Linked DNA regions of Mus musculus: all the other regions are linked to region 4. A link is a contact called in public Hi-C and promoter capture Hi-C data. All regions are on one chromosome and are shown on one strand. The core of a region is the stretch at or near the end of the contact, and the rest is flanking DNA. Distances in the headings are between cores, read along the strand shown. Region 1 has its middle 31 kb from the start of Mir6380. Region 2 overlaps Bank1 (B cell scaffold protein with ankyrin repeats 1). Region 3 holds the start of Bank1 (B cell scaffold protein with ankyrin repeats 1). Region 4 has its middle 43 kb from the start of Gm26107.

Region 1 (3,654 bases), core at 342-2,841, 640 kb before region 4:
GCTATCTCTCTGAAGCTAAGTCCCAGAAGTTCACAGCCATCCAGGCCCCGATTGCTCTTCTGCTCCCTTTGTCTTCGTGGGTCGTCCTTAGTTTCTACCCTGAGTTTCCTTCATGGTGAGCTATAAGTGGTAAGGTAAAACTTTCCTTCCCCACTTGTTTTTTTTGCTTGATGTTTTATCATATCAACAGAAGGCAAACCAGTGCAGGAGGCTGCCTATAACTGGTTGAAGGATGGGGCTGTTGATGATGGACTGAACTCCCTGCTTTCTGTGACAAAACATATACACCTGTTATGTGTGGTGGCTTAGGTATGAATGCACAGAACTCAGAAGGCAGATGCAGGACAACCAGGAGTTCAAGGCCAGACTGGGCTTCAGGGAACCAATATGTTTCAAAATAAATAAGTGAACAAATAAATACTCGTTCAGTTTGTTGATGTGGTGGTTTGTAACAGGAGCTCAGAGTTCAGAGATAGCTAATGGCTTCCTGTTTCCTTAATCAAACATTACCAAGTTACATTTCTGGTGTGTGTGTATGTGTAACTGTGTGTTTATGCATGTGTGTATGTGTGTGTATATGTTTGTGTGTATGTGTGTAACTGTGTGTTTATGCATGTTTGTATGTGTGTGTATATGTTTGTGTGTGTATGTGTAACTGTGTGTTTATGCATGTGTGTATGTGTGTGTATATGTTTGTGTGTGTCTGTGTGTGTCTGTGTGTGTGATGTGTATGACTGTGTGTCTATGTATGTGTGTGTGTACACGTGTGTGTATGTTTCTGGTTGTGTTGGGATGTGAGTGAATGTTGTCTCCTGTGAACCACAGTGCTTCATTGGCAGGTGGAGGTCTGCAGAACGCGTCTTCTTCCTCTCACCTGCTGAAGTAAGGCAGCGTGTACAAAATATTTCTCCTCTCCAGATCTGCCTGCTGTCGAGTCAGAATCATTTATTATTTATTCCTCAGCACGATAGAGCTTAACTGCTTATTTTCGGCATGATTCGTGAAATAGACACAGGAAGTAGAAAGGCGGGAGCTGTAACTGCCTCCTGTTTGTTGTTTTGTTGTTGAGCAAGGCTGTTGGAGACTCTGGTCCACGCCTTGTCTTAAGTCTGTGGAGTGGATCTAACACAGGGCCTCATTTGCAGTGTCAGCCAGGCTGTCGCCATGAGAAGCTGGCTCACGGAGGGCAGTCTAAATCTCTCTCCTCTGCTGCAGTCTGCTTTCTTTGTGAAGACTGCTAAGAACATTCCAGAACTCTCTCCAAATATTGAAGTCCTTATCACTTCCTAAACTGGATGTTTGTTCAGGTCTGCCACAAAGCAGTACCAGTACTCTCTCATCAGCAGCTTTCTGTGACCGTGACCGTGCTGGGAAACTCTCCATACCCTGGGAAGAGAAGGAGGACAAGTATGGAAGTCCCATTAGTTATCTATTCGGAGGCTCCTGGCTTTGTTTTCTTAAAGGAAACAACTCGACTGAGTACCACGAGAGGGCGCCAGTGGGCTATGTTAGCGCTGGCGAGGCACTGCACTCCGGCATCCTCCCCACTCCCATTCCTTCCCACACTGCGGGGGGCAAAAACAACCCGGGGGCGCTGACGTCAGCTAGCCGGAGGCGCCTGCCTCTGTACCCATAGGTATAGTTAATCCCCCAGGAGTGAGGCCGGTGCTTTCTCTGGCAGCCCAATTTTCAGCTTAAATCATTGCCCTAATCTTATTTTAATGTGCATTGGGGCCCTGGCGGCTAGAGTGGGTGGCAGGGGAACAGCATTTAACATCCTTTGGAGTTTGGATTGTGCCGGACACTTCTTAAGCACTTGGGTGGGACAGAGAGACTTAATCTTGCAGCTGCAATCGACCTCAGTAGCCTTTGCCTTATTTGGCAAATTTAATTGGCAACGTTAATTTTGGGGGTTGGGGCTGGGGTAGAAGAGAAGGAAAGGAACACATGTGAAATACTAATATGCGCTGTATGCTTCACAGCGACTGTACGAAGTTGTTAAAAATGCTCAGTTTAGCAGAGACATTGAGAGAGATCAGAGCCTTCAGTCAGACAGCTTGCAATTGGCCCGTGGAGCCCTCCATTGGCCAGTCCCAGAACCACAGTCTGGGATCTGCTACCTGTGCGGCTTGCCTCTCTCTTGGGAGGCAGAGGCAGGCCAATTTCTGAGTTCTAGGTCAGCCTGGTCTACAGAGTGAGTTCCAGGACAGCCAGGGCTATAAGGAAAAACCCTGTCTCGAAAAACCAAAACCAACCAACCAAAACAAAAAACACACCCCCCAAACAAACAAACAAACAAAAACATCCCATCATCAACAACAACAAATCAAAACCAAAACAAAAAAAAAAGTTTTACAGGAAACTTGGCAAGAATGGAACAAAACCCACATTCCAAGGGGAACTAGCCCTTTTCAGGACAGTAGAATAAAGTCTAAATTTAACCACTCAGATGTGAGTTAACCAGCAGTTGTCTACAATGTATCTTGCCTGACTCAGAGGGTCCAATGTGCTTACAACAAAGTAGCAGAAAAGCACTGGCTAGCCGAAGGGCGGGCGTTGTTTGATTGGTGTGACATCCACCGGCTGTATTTACATCAAGTAAATGAAGAGAAGAGAGCAGTTTATCTGATGACATGGCTCGTCATCACATTGCAGGCACCAAAAAGGGGTATAGTGACCCGGGACATGGGGTGTGAGGGGAGTGACACAGTGCCCAGGGCAGTGTCTATAAATGGTGAGTCAGAATTCAATGATGCTTTCAGAACGGCGATGGGCCCACTGCCTGCATCCCAGACTTCTTCAGCTTAAGCCCACATCCCAGATAAGTAAATGAAGTCCGTGCACTAAAAGCATAAACCAAGAAATCAAACTGTAGGCACTTCACAGACCAAAGCACCTCATGAAGGTGCCATGACTCCGAAGTCGGACAGAGAGCCATTAATGTCCTATGGGGCATTAATACATGTTTTTTTTTCCTTCAGGCTTTCTTTTGCTGTTTTGACAGGAGCTGCTTCACCTTCAGGGATTTTTGTTTCATTCTTGAAAAGCTTCATGTAAAACTATGAATAGTCCATTTGGTCAGAGTCCTCAAAGTCAAACTAGAAAGTGAGGCGCAGTGCAGCGAGCCGAGCCCAGTGAGGACCGAGTTAGAACCAGAAGGACCGGTGGTCAAATCCCATGCTCTGTAGTTTTTAGTCACTTGCCTGTGAGTGAAATCTTCACAGTGGTGATGGTTCAGCTTCTTTGTCAACTTGACTGGGTTTAGAATCACACCCTTGGGTGTGTCTGTGAGGGTGTTTCCAGAAATGTTTAAGTGAGATGGGAAGGACTACCCTGAGTATGTCCAGCTCTCCCATAGGCTGGGATCTGATTGAACACAAAGGAGAAATTGGAGCCTGGGTGTGTGTGTGTGTGTGTGTGTGTGTGTGTCGGGGATGAGAGAGGGCACAGCAGTTAAGAGCACTTACTGCTCTTGCAGACGGTCAGACTTTGCTTCCTGCCACCATACTGGCAGCTCACATTGCCAGTAATTCTGGTTTCAGGTGACTTAATGCCTCTTCTAGATTCTCTGTATGCCAGTGGTGCCCATGTGTACACTCAGGCAAAGCACTCAGGCACATAAAATAACACTGAACTTCCAAAAGGAGAAAGCGA
Region 2 (3,691 bases), core at 641-3,140, 950 kb after region 4:
GGTCAAGAACTTGAGAGGGGGACATGGGAAGAGTTAGAAGGAGAGAAGATGGGATTTAATGATGTAAATTGTAGTCACATATGAAATCTTCAATACATTTTTTAAAAGAAAAAAAGAAAAATGCTCGCTTAGTTCCCAGGAAACCAACTGATCGCTTTTTGCACGTTGTCTGTTGTTGTCTTCCAAAGGCCCCTTGTCACATTTTTCTCTTAGTACGACAATACTGCTGGCAAGTCTGTTTTTCCTCATCAGCTATAATCTTCACTATACCAGAAAACAAATTAACCTATAATCTTCACTATATTAGAAAACAGATTAACCAATAGGAGAATGGATGTGCTTTTTTTTTTTTTTTTTTTTTTTTTTTTGGCTTAATTGTCCTCTTAGTAATCAACCCTCCAAAGTTGTGTCAGACAAGCCTTTTTAAGTTGGGTAACATAATGTCCCTGTCTCACTGGTTTATTCTCCCTGCTTCAGTTGGTCTTCAGTGTCTGGAAATTGCAGAGAGTAGAAGAATTACTACTTTGAGATTAGTACTTTTCCAGTAACCAGTTCTTGAGACAGATGTTATTTCTTAAGGTAAACCACGTTCTTGCGATTACTCATGGTCCACTCTGGGATGAAGCCACTGTCGGCAATGTGTAGTCCTTTCTCCGCAGAGTTCTGGTGTGGGAGTCTCCCATGACTCACCTCCTTCAGAGTAGCTGATCCATCATCAAGAAAACACTGTCTGAACTGGACCTGGAAACAAAATAGAAAACTATGTGAACTTTCTGAGGAGTTCAAGATTATGTGGAAACTTTGAAAACTTGCCATTTGGGCTATATGTGCATCTTGTGTTTTTCTTGGTTATTCAGTCTTCCTCTTGAAGCACAAGACTTGAAGCTACAACTCCTTTTTTCAGCGGTGCCTATCTTCACTATCTTCACAATTTTTGTTAGAGGTCAATATTTGTTTCTACTTGACCATTTATTTACTTATTATCTGGCAGGTACTAAATTCAAGTTAATCCTAGAAGCAAAATCTACCTTACAGATTTTAAGGGATACTAAAAGTTGCTAAGAAGTTTCTCAAGGTAAGCTAGTTGATTGAACTGCCAAACTTTAAAAGCAAGCATGATATAGAAATCTGTCCTTGCTTTACTAAGTTCGAATATCCCCTCCAAAAGAGGAATTGAAGTTTATTCATCACTATTTCAGAACTGGGAGGTGGGCCCTTTAAGAAGTGTCTGGGTGGTGCTGAGTCTGTTCTCACAGATCAGTGCCACCACTGCAGGTGTGTATTTTACAAAAAGCGTGAGTTCATTCTGACTCCCCGTGTCTGCCTAGCATAGATGGGCTGCTGCCCATTTGTTAGATTGCTGGTGCCCATGGAACTTTGCAGCACCCAGGACTGTGTGCCCAGTAATCATCCATTGTTTATAAATTATCCAGCCTGTGGCATTCTGTTAGGCTGTGTGAACTGGAATAAGACACTAAGTCATGTTGAGGAAACAGCTACTGCCTTTTCTTGTTGCTTTGCAGCAGGCTGCCCCAGTGATTTGCTTTCTTTCTTCTCTCTCTCTCTCTCTCTCTCTCTCTCTCTCTCTCTCTCTTAAAATAATTCTTGCTGTTTCGGGTAGTTGTATGCCAACCGGGCCCATCTGGTGCTATTTTTCTAGAATATTACAGGACTGCTTTCCTACTCAAAGATAACACTTTCACATGTCCTTAAAGCTTTTCTTGTCTTCATCCTTGCAGTGGTCACTCTACTGTAATCAGTTTGCCACAAGCTGGATTCCAATAAGAAATGGTGGAGGGGGGGATGGAGGATGATAGAAGGATCCGTAGCAGCTGTGTGGATAATGGATACTGACATCAGTCCTGTACACAGGCTCGGCTCAGCAGAGTCCTTCCCATAGCAGGAACTGCCTCGCTGCCAGCCATGGCTGCACTCCAGCACTCTGGTGGCAGACTGCATGGCAATGCAGGTATTTTGGGAAACACTACCATCTCAAATAGCTGAGAGCATACATAACCAAAAGCCCTTGAGAGGACAGTGTGAAAGCTTCTGGTATGTTGATAATTTCACTTTGATGTATAAAACTCACAGATTGTCTTGTGAAATCAACTTTCTGCCAGGAAGTCATAATTACGGAACCAAAGTCAAAGGCACAGTATAGCAGTGAAACCCTGTGTCCAGCTTGAGATGTTTCCTCTCAGCACTGAAGCCTCTTAAGATGCTTCCTAGAGAGTAGATTTCTGATGATACAGGCAAGAACAGTCGATATGTAGAACACTACTAAAATTTGAAAATGTTCAACCATAGCAAGAAAATGCCCACTATGCCAAAGCAAGTTAACAATATTTAGGTGGAACTATACACCTTCAAAGATTAATATCTCATCGGACATGTGTGCAGTATTCCCCCTCATTATCTGTAGGCATGAACAGAAAAGGCAGTCCCAGGAGTGAACTCATCAATGAGGTTCCACATCCAGAGGTTGGAAGTAATGCTTGTTTCTATACAATTGTACAATTTCTTTGATCGAGGCTGAAGGAGCAGAAGTCTTACCTATCAAGAGTAAAGTCTATTAGAAAAGTCACATGATGAAACTGCTTACCTCATTGTAAAGGTAACAAACCAATTCTGGCTTAGGTTACCAGAGATCTGAGGGTCAGGATTCTACCTCATCCTTGTGACACTCAGGTCATTTATCAGTTTATCAGAAAGATCACTACTTTCCCTGAATGAACACATCATTGAGAGTGAGAATTCCACTGCTGACAAATTGACATGAGAAGAGCATGGGGTCTTAGCCATGAGCCAGGTGCTTCCCCCAAGGCCAGGTGTTCCTGCACATAGATGAGGGTGCTCTCTCAAAGGGACCATGGCCTTCCCTCACATAGGCTGGAGGCCTCCTCACATAAGCACATTTGTTATGTCATGTTGTCAGGTGCCTTCTTTTACATGAACTGGGGCATTCCTATGCATTGGCCTTAGTACTTCTCACGGGAATGAGAGTGCTCCCTCACATTGGCCAGAGTGTTCCTTCACAGAGCTTGGATGCTCCCTCACATAGATATGAATGGGGTCCCTAGCTCATGCTATCCCACTCTCAAATGGGTGTAGAAACTCACTACATGGATCCAAGCATAGTCCCTCATAGGAGTTGAGTGTTCCCCATAGGGATGAGAGTATTGCCTCAGAGATCAGGATGCATCTTCAAAGAGGCCATGGTGCTCCCTCATCAGTTCCAAGACAAGTACTCCTCATAGGGGACTTGGTGCCCCTTTGATATGGGTGAAAAGCATAGTGGTCACAACAATTCTAGCCAGATCTAAGGCCTCTACTTCTCATTAAATGATTCTTTCATGAACTAAACTAGAAAGACATGTTTACCTAAACCCAGCAAATAATAGTATTCTAAATACAAATGGAATTCATTAAGTGGCCTCCGAGTACACAGCACCCACACAACTTGTAAGGAAGACACATAAGGAAGTTACAACTTCTCTGTCCTTATTTTTCACTCTAGGTTAAACAGGCTATTTATACAGCCATATACAAGGAAAAACAAAATGACTAGGTACCCAACGAAGCCCAGTGTAGTAAGAACAGGTAACATTTTGTCATTTGTCAAGATTGTTGTGTATCTCTGTGGGATTCTAGCACAGTCTTATGAAGAATAGTTATGCGCAAACAGTCATTG
Region 3 (3,423 bases), core at 902-3,401, 780 kb after region 4:
AAGACTTTAATTAAAATAGATAGCTCTGCATTGCGTTACACATGCATAAATGCATAACTTTGAAGACACAGGCATTTAACTGTGTGGAAAAAATAGAGCCTTCAGTTGGTCTAAGTTGCAGTTAGAAATCCCTTCAGTAGCACAGGTACCAGTGAAGATAATCTTCCCAGTGAGCTCACTTGGATGGAGCACAGGGAGGAGCTAGAGAAAGCACCCAAGGAGCTGAAGGGATCTGCAACCCTATAGGTGGAACAACATTATGAACTAACCAGTATCCCGGAGCTCGTGACTCTAGCTGCATATGTAGCAGAAGATGGCCTAGTCGGCCATCACTGCAAAGAGAGGCCCATTGGTCTTGCAAACTTTATATGCCTCAGTACAGGGGAACGCCAGGGCCAAGAAGTGGGAGTGGGTGGGTAGGGGAGTGGGTGGGGGGAGGGTATGGGGGACTTTTGGTATAGCATTGGAAATGTAAATGAAGAAAATACCTAATAAAAAGAAAATCTACATAAATACATTTATGGATTATGACAGAAAAAAAAAGAAGTTTGTGGTGATTCTCTTATGAGATTCCCACACCCAGGCTTACATATATCATTTGCCTCTCCATGCCCTCCTTCCAATGCCGTTGCTTACCTAGCAAACACAGAAGTGGATGCTCACAATCAGCTATTGGATGGAGCACAGGGCCCCCAATGGAGGAGCTAGAGAATGTACCCAAGGAGCTAAAGGGATCTGCAACCCTATAGGAGGAACAACATTATGAACTAACCAGTACTCCTGAGCTCTTGACTCTAGCTGCATATGTAGCAGAAGATGGCCTAGTCGGCCATCACTGGAAAGAGAGGCCCATTGGACTTGCAAACTTTATATGCCCCAGTACAGGGGAATGCCAGGGCCAAAAAATGGGAGTGGGTGGGTAGGGAAGTGGGGGGGGGGACGGTGTGGGGGACTTTTGGGATAGCATTGGAAATGTAAATGAGGAAAATACCTAATTTAAAAAAAAATATATATATATATATATAAATACACTAAATTTCCTTTTAATACACCACACCCTTTCTTTCTCCCCTATGAAGACTTAATCTTTCCTAAGTATTGCATTTCTGAAAACATTGACCGGAGTGACACCCATGTCCCTGTAAACTCTGCTGACATTTCTGGGTAAGCTGTCCTTCATAAGCAGCCGCTCACACGTCAGGGTATCATTTCATATACTGGCTTTATTGTTCCAAATTTGGAAGAGTTACTCAAGATGATCAAATAAGAAGTACCATGTAGAAGATAAATGTATATCTAATGCTTTTCAAAGCTTCCTCACATTTTGCTTTATGAATTTTATCTAGCATGTGTGGAAAGTTAATGACTTTCTGTGACACTTGATAGTTACAGTATTCCAAAAACACTTAGAGTAGAACTTTCTGGTTCTTTTCGAAGAAGGAAAAGTGGTCCATGGCAACTGTGTGTTACTTGCACACTTTTTTTTATTGAATATTTTCTTTATTTACATTTCAAATGTTATCCCTTTTTCCAGTCCTCCTCCCCCAACACACACACTTTGAATTTGATTGTCAAACGATCTCCAACTTTGGTTAGGTTGTAGTCTAGTGATTTTTGATATTTGCTCATTGTTAGGCTCTGGGATAACTCTTTGGGTATTTCTTATTCTTTCAAACAAGCAAGAACACAGCCATAATTCATGTTTGAGGAGAAGGGTATAGGGTATGTGTATGTCTCTGACCTGGCCCATTTCAAAATTAGAGCAGATCTAGGAAAAACTTCTCATGTGGGAATGAAAATCACTCTATAACACACAGACTTAGCCTGGAGCCTGGGTAAGATGAAATACTAAAATTTCATACCTTTATATCTCTGTCACGGTATCTCTATCTATGCCTCTGTCAAGTAGTTCCTTTTATAAAAGTCTACTTTCTGTCTTGCAGAAGGAAGGGTTAGCATAGCAGAGAAATACAGAACAGAATAAGAAAAGCTATAAGCTCTAGGTCACCTGAGCTTAAAGATAGCCTGGGAGAAAGGGAACCTAAGACAGCTCTCTCAAACTAAGTAAAAGCAAGCCTGAGCAATTTCACTTCCCCCAGCAAGGCCTAACCCTAGCCTTGCGGCCTGAGCCCCTGGGCTGCATTTCCGGCAACCTCGGGCCACAATCCCCAGAGTAGGAAGCAAGCTGCAGGGCCACAGACCATCGGAACTAAAGGTCTGCAGGGGAAGTTGCAGGCAGGGCTGGCCACTGCAGCTCCCAGGCTCCAACCTCCCGCAATGCTTCCTGTGGCTTCTGGCACTAGGGGTAGCACCCAGGATCTGTTCCAGGTTGGCCTAGCACCTCCAGGTGGGTGGTCTCATGTTTGTCAGGGCTTTGGGTGGAGGGTACATGATGACCCTGGAGTCCTTCTGAGACTAAGGGCCACCAGTAGACAGTTTGCCCTGGGAGCTACCAAGACCTGGGTGTCTTTAAACCTGGGGGTGGGGTGGGGGCTTCTCTACTTTTGAAAATCACTTTGCACCCAGCTTTAATGCTAGATCTCATCTGAAATGTATATACATGGAGCAAAATGCCTCGTTTGAAGCATCCTTGCCCATTCCCCTGCCCCGGATCAGTCTGTATAAAACCAACTCCCTGGAACCATGAGCTCCTAAATGAGAAAAAGGAACGGAGTCAACTTGGTTGACTATGTCAGATAGTTTACATTTTCAAATGACTGCTGAGGTGCTTGGTTTGAGTTCCTTTTGGTTTTATTTTTAAATGCATGTGAAGTTCCAGAATAAGCATTAAAAACTTAGCTTTGGTAAAGAGATTTCACCAGAATATTAACATGATTATAGGAGGTGTTCCTGGTGAGTTATACAGCAAGAAATTGTAGCCTGAAATTATTTTAATTTACTAATCAGAATTAAAATTCTCATAACATTTTTATTTTTATTGTATTTTATTAACTTTATTTTAGGTAGGATCTTTTGGCTTTAGTTGTTTTTAGGGTCTGATACACTTATTTTATTAGATATTTTCTTTATTTACATTTCCAATTCTATCCCGAAAGTTCCCTATACCCTCCCCCTGCCCTGCTCCCCTACCCACCCACTCCCATTTCTTGGCTCTGGCATTCCCCTGTACTGAGGCATATAAAGTTTGCAATACTAATGGGCCTCTCTTCCCAATGATGACCGACTAGGCCATCTTCTGCTACATATGCAGCTAGAGACATGAGCTCCGGGGTGTACTGGTTAGTACATATTGTTGTTCCACCTATAGGGTTGCAGACCCCTTTCAGCTCCTTTGGTGCATTCTCTAGTTTCTCCATTGGGGGCCCTGTGTTCCATCCTATAGATGACTGTGAGCATCCACTTCTGTATTTGCCATGCACTGGCATAGCCTCATACGAGACAGCTATATCAGGGTCCGTTCAG
Region 4 (3,609 bases), core at 1,107-3,606:
ATGGGTTTCCAGTCTCTTCCTTCTGCTTTGTAACTGCTGAACAGTTTTCCTTGTGCTTTTAAGTCTTTGATTTCTATGTTATCTACAACCTTAGGGCTTCAGACAGTGTCCTCCATATATCCATGGTTAAAATATTCTTTTACAGAATCAAACAATTACATACTTTATAACCTAAGTCCCTTGTCCTAATTTTCCCCCAAGTATCTTTTCCTAGAGCTGAAATTTTTTGAAATGACTTCAGGGTGAAAATGGAGTTTAAGATCCAGCTTTATTACGCCTTGCCTGAGTGAGCTTGATCAAGCTTCTTGGTTACTCATATGTAAGTAAGTTCCCTTACTTTAAATCATGCTGACCATGTTGCTATAAGACAAAACTCAGTCAAGGGGAAAGGGCTCTAAATACAGCAGAGCTTCTCTGACCCGGCTGCTGTTCCCCTGGTTTCTAATAAAATTCTGGACAGCTAAGTATTTGAATGATGAATAGCTGCTCGGTGGCCGTTTCCTTGAGCTTCTTGGTTGTGATCTCTATCCACACCATGAGGCTTCATCCTACCTGCTGCTCTAATCTTCTGCTTGGAAGCATCATTCTCTATTCCAATTGCTTCTGTGTAAAGACATCTTTTGAAATGCAATGCCTATATGCTCCTGCAGCTCAGTTATGCTCTAACATTAAAAAAAATAGCTTGGATTCTTTGCTCTTACAACTAAGAATAATTCATTTGCTATTATCAAAGTGCCCTGCAGAGGCTTTCCTTTTCTTCCATGGAATCCAAGTTTGAGGATGTATCAATCAGCCCAGGCTAAATATATACCATGATAAAATGACTTCAAAATTTCACTGAAGTTCATTTCTTCCCAGGAGGCTTTGCTCCTTACAATCATGATCCAGGCTGATGGAGCAAGCATCATCAAAAACCCTTGTCATTGTTGTCTCAGGAGCATACAGTTCTGAAGGAACCAGTGACATACTTCTGCCTCCTTGCTACATGTGGTATGCCCCTCATCTGTTCACAATGGAGATGGTCATTTGTCCAGTCACACCTAGCCTAGGAAGGGCAACCTTATGGTCATCAGCATTAAGAAAACCAGAGCTCTGATCCACTTTCACTGAAGCCTGCAACAACCCTGCTGTTGGTTTTGACAGCCCCATCTTAGGCTTCTCCACTCGATGCATGGTAAACGTGCTCTGAACCAAGTGAAACCTTCTCATGTTTACTTAGAGGAGAAGAAGCATGAGATTTGGGTAAAATATTGGTTAAATATTTGGGGAAAAAATAGAGAAAGTAGAAAAAAGATGACATAGAAAATGTAGGAAGAAAGCAAGATAATGAAAGTAAGCATACCAAAGAAAATGTATTCTAGCATATTCAACACAGAGTCAAAAGATACAATGGACTATAGAATATTTAGAGGTCCTTTTAGAAATGTCCAGCCGGGCAGTGGTGGTGCACGCCTTTAATCCCAGCACTTGGGAGGCAAAGGCAGGCAGATTTCTGAGTTTGAGGCCAGCCTGGTCTACAGAGAGAGCTCCAGGACAGCCAGGGCTACACAGAGAAACCCTGTCTTGAAAAAACAAAAGAAAGAAAGAAAGAAAGAAAGAAAGAAAGAAAGAAAGAAAGAAAGAAAGAAAGAAAGAGAGAGAGAGAGGGAGGGAGGGAGGGAAGGAGGGAAGGAAGGAAGGAAGGAAGGAAGGAAGGAAGGAAGGAAGGAAGAAAGAAAGAAAGAAAGAAAGAAAGAAAGAAAGAAAGAAAGAAAGAAAGAAAGAAAGAAAGGTCCAACTTTCATAGACTCTCCAAAGTCCAGGATTCTTAGAAGAGCTTCCATACATGGTGTTTCCTGGACAACTAAGAACAGCAGAAATCCATAGTTTAGCATGTGGCTATTTTTAAAATATTGTTCCATACTAGGAGCATTGTCCACATGCAAACTCCAGATTAGTGGACATGAGAAGGTCAATGAACAGAGAAACCATTTCTCTGATGGGTCTCTCAGTAGGGCAACAGGCCTGGAGGGGAAGATGCTGCTGATAGAAACTGAATGGAATGAAAAGAAATTCAGAGATCAAGAAAAGGGTTCCAAGAAAAGGATCCACAAAAGGAGAAGTCCCTGATTCTGATGGGCGATAGAATTCCAGGAAACATTTTGGTTTATTGGTTGTTGGCCTTCGTTGGCTGTGACCTCTTGCACTTTGGATGACATTCCAAACATGTTAAAGTGTCAACGATAACCAGAACGAGTAGGCAGAGAGGAGGAGTTATGAATCAGTTTTCTCCCCCAGGACTAATCCAGAACACAACATACTGGAAAGCAAGCTGTGGCCAAGCCACCTGCTCCAGCACCCTGCCAGGCAAGTTCAGTGAGCCAAGATGTTGCAGAAAGACTTCAACCCACAGTTTCTGCCATTGCCAGGTGTAGCAGATGGCACCTACTGGACGTAGCTGCTTGTTAGCCTGGGGCATCTGCTCACAGGGAGCAGCCTGGCAGTGCTTGATGCTACTCTCCCCACACTCAGCTTCTGTGAGTAGATCAGAAAGCCACCAAAACAAGGACCAGCGTCAGAAGCTGCAGTATTTGACCAGTGGATAGAAGGTATGAAATTGGAGCCTACATTTCCTAAAAGGAAGGACAGTACACTCTTGTAGTATTCATATTTTTAAGAATTTTAAATAAACTTTTAAAGATTGTAGTACTCTCTGTGGATGAAGCAAAGTTTTCCTTCGAAGAAGTTAACTGCGGTTCACGTGATCAACATCCAGGAATCTAAGAATCTCCTGTTATTTTAAAAGTTGACAAACCCGTCCTGTTTAACAGGTCCATTGACCTCATAGTAGTGTGGATGTGTTCTCGTGGAACCCTGGGAGCGGGCAGAGAGGGGACAAAGAGTGTTACTGGGACTCTCCCACAGAGAACATCTCTGTGAACATTTCCTCTTGAACTGTTAATAATTCAGTGTGGGCAGAGCTCTGAAATTCTGGCAACGTACCTGGAAGGGGGCTACTGTTCATGAAGCTCCTGCTGAGGCCCGAGCTCAGGTTGGCGGAAACTGTGTGTGACTGTCAGAGAGCCCCACTTTCCCCACCCACGGGAGCATCTCCCACAGGGTGACCATATGCCGTGGAGTCCAGGAAACAGGCTCCGCTTACAAGGACACAATCCACGGAAGAGTTTATGTTCAAATGTCCATGGAGCATGTGAACGTGCGGGTGAGGCTTCTAAATTCTCTGCTCAATGTTCAAAAGAGTGTATCCAAAGGGAGCAGATAGATGGGAATCTAAAATGTGATGATTTGGTACTGAAGAGATGCCTCGATGGCTGATTGTGATTGCTTCTCTTTCAGAGGACTTGAGTTTGTTCTCAGCCTCCTATAACTCAGAATCCAGAAGATCAAATGTTGTCTTCTGTGGTACCCATCACAAACACGCACATCCAAATAAATACTTAAAACAAAGTACCTCAAATGCTATTGTTATATACTCTGGTTTCCTCAGAATATGAAACAGTCAAGGCAGAAGAGAATTCTCTCAGTGAAAATGCAGTATGATACATTTCATGTGTCTAGAGCCTGAAGTAAAGCATATTTTTTTACAATAGTGCTTTGCATACATGCATA

Evidence for each region. Promoter capture Hi-C pulls out the DNA fragments that hold promoters and counts their contacts. A called contact is a pair of places that touch in the nucleus more often than the background predicts.
Region 1: a Hi-C map of cerebellum shows a contact between it and region 4, with 5 times the contacts expected there. The contact joins two enhancer-like sites. A contact is called at or near these places in 3 of 484 Hi-C or Micro-C datasets (cerebellar granule neurons, cerebellum and ventral hippocampal neurons) and 1 of 9 other capture datasets (embryonic stem cells).
Region 2: a contact with region 4 is called in a Hi-C map of cerebellum, with 3 times the contacts expected there. The contact joins two enhancer-like sites. A contact is called at or near these places in 4 of 484 Hi-C or Micro-C datasets (brain, cerebellar granule neurons and cerebellum).
Region 3: a promoter capture Hi-C map of hippocampal neurons shows a contact between it and region 4, with 2.6 times the contacts expected there. The contact joins the promoter of Bank1 here to the enhancer-like site in region 4. A contact is called at or near these places in 6 of 39 promoter capture datasets (embryonic stem cells, hippocampal neurons, liver and 2 more) and 1 of 9 other capture datasets (adipose tissue).

The regions. Positions count from the first base shown.
Region 1 is chr3:137,750,953-137,754,606 of GRCm38.p6, reverse strand. No RefSeq gene overlaps it. Among named protein-coding and RNA genes, the nearest start is that of Mir6380, 31 kb to the left of the region's middle. Within about 2 kb of position 1,591, at least 96 of the 459 cell types and tissues checked have an H3K27ac peak or open chromatin away from gene starts, as enhancers often do. A contact at or near this core is called in cerebellum, where this site is marked.
Region 2 is chr3:136,163,845-136,167,535 of GRCm38.p6, reverse strand. All of the region lies in intron 7 of Bank1 (B cell scaffold protein with ankyrin repeats 1), which reads left to right. Among named protein-coding and RNA genes, the nearest start is that of Bank1, 160 kb to the left of the region's middle. Within about 2 kb of position 1,890, at least 45 of the 459 cell types and tissues checked have an H3K27ac peak or open chromatin away from gene starts, as enhancers often do. A contact at or near this core is called in cerebellar granule neurons and cerebellum, where this site is marked.
Region 3 is chr3:136,324,794-136,328,216 of GRCm38.p6, reverse strand. Bank1 (B cell scaffold protein with ankyrin repeats 1) reads left to right here and starts at 2,151. Exons shown (of 17, transcript NM_001033350.3): 1 at 2,151-2,347. The coding sequence starts at 2,278.
Region 4 is chr3:137,109,443-137,113,051 of GRCm38.p6, reverse strand. No RefSeq gene overlaps it. Among named protein-coding and RNA genes, the nearest start is that of Gm26107, 43 kb to the right of the region's middle. Within about 2 kb of position 2,356, at least 10 of the 459 cell types and tissues checked have an H3K27ac peak or open chromatin away from gene starts, as enhancers often do. A contact at or near this core is called in cerebellar granule neurons, cerebellum and hippocampal neurons, where this site is marked.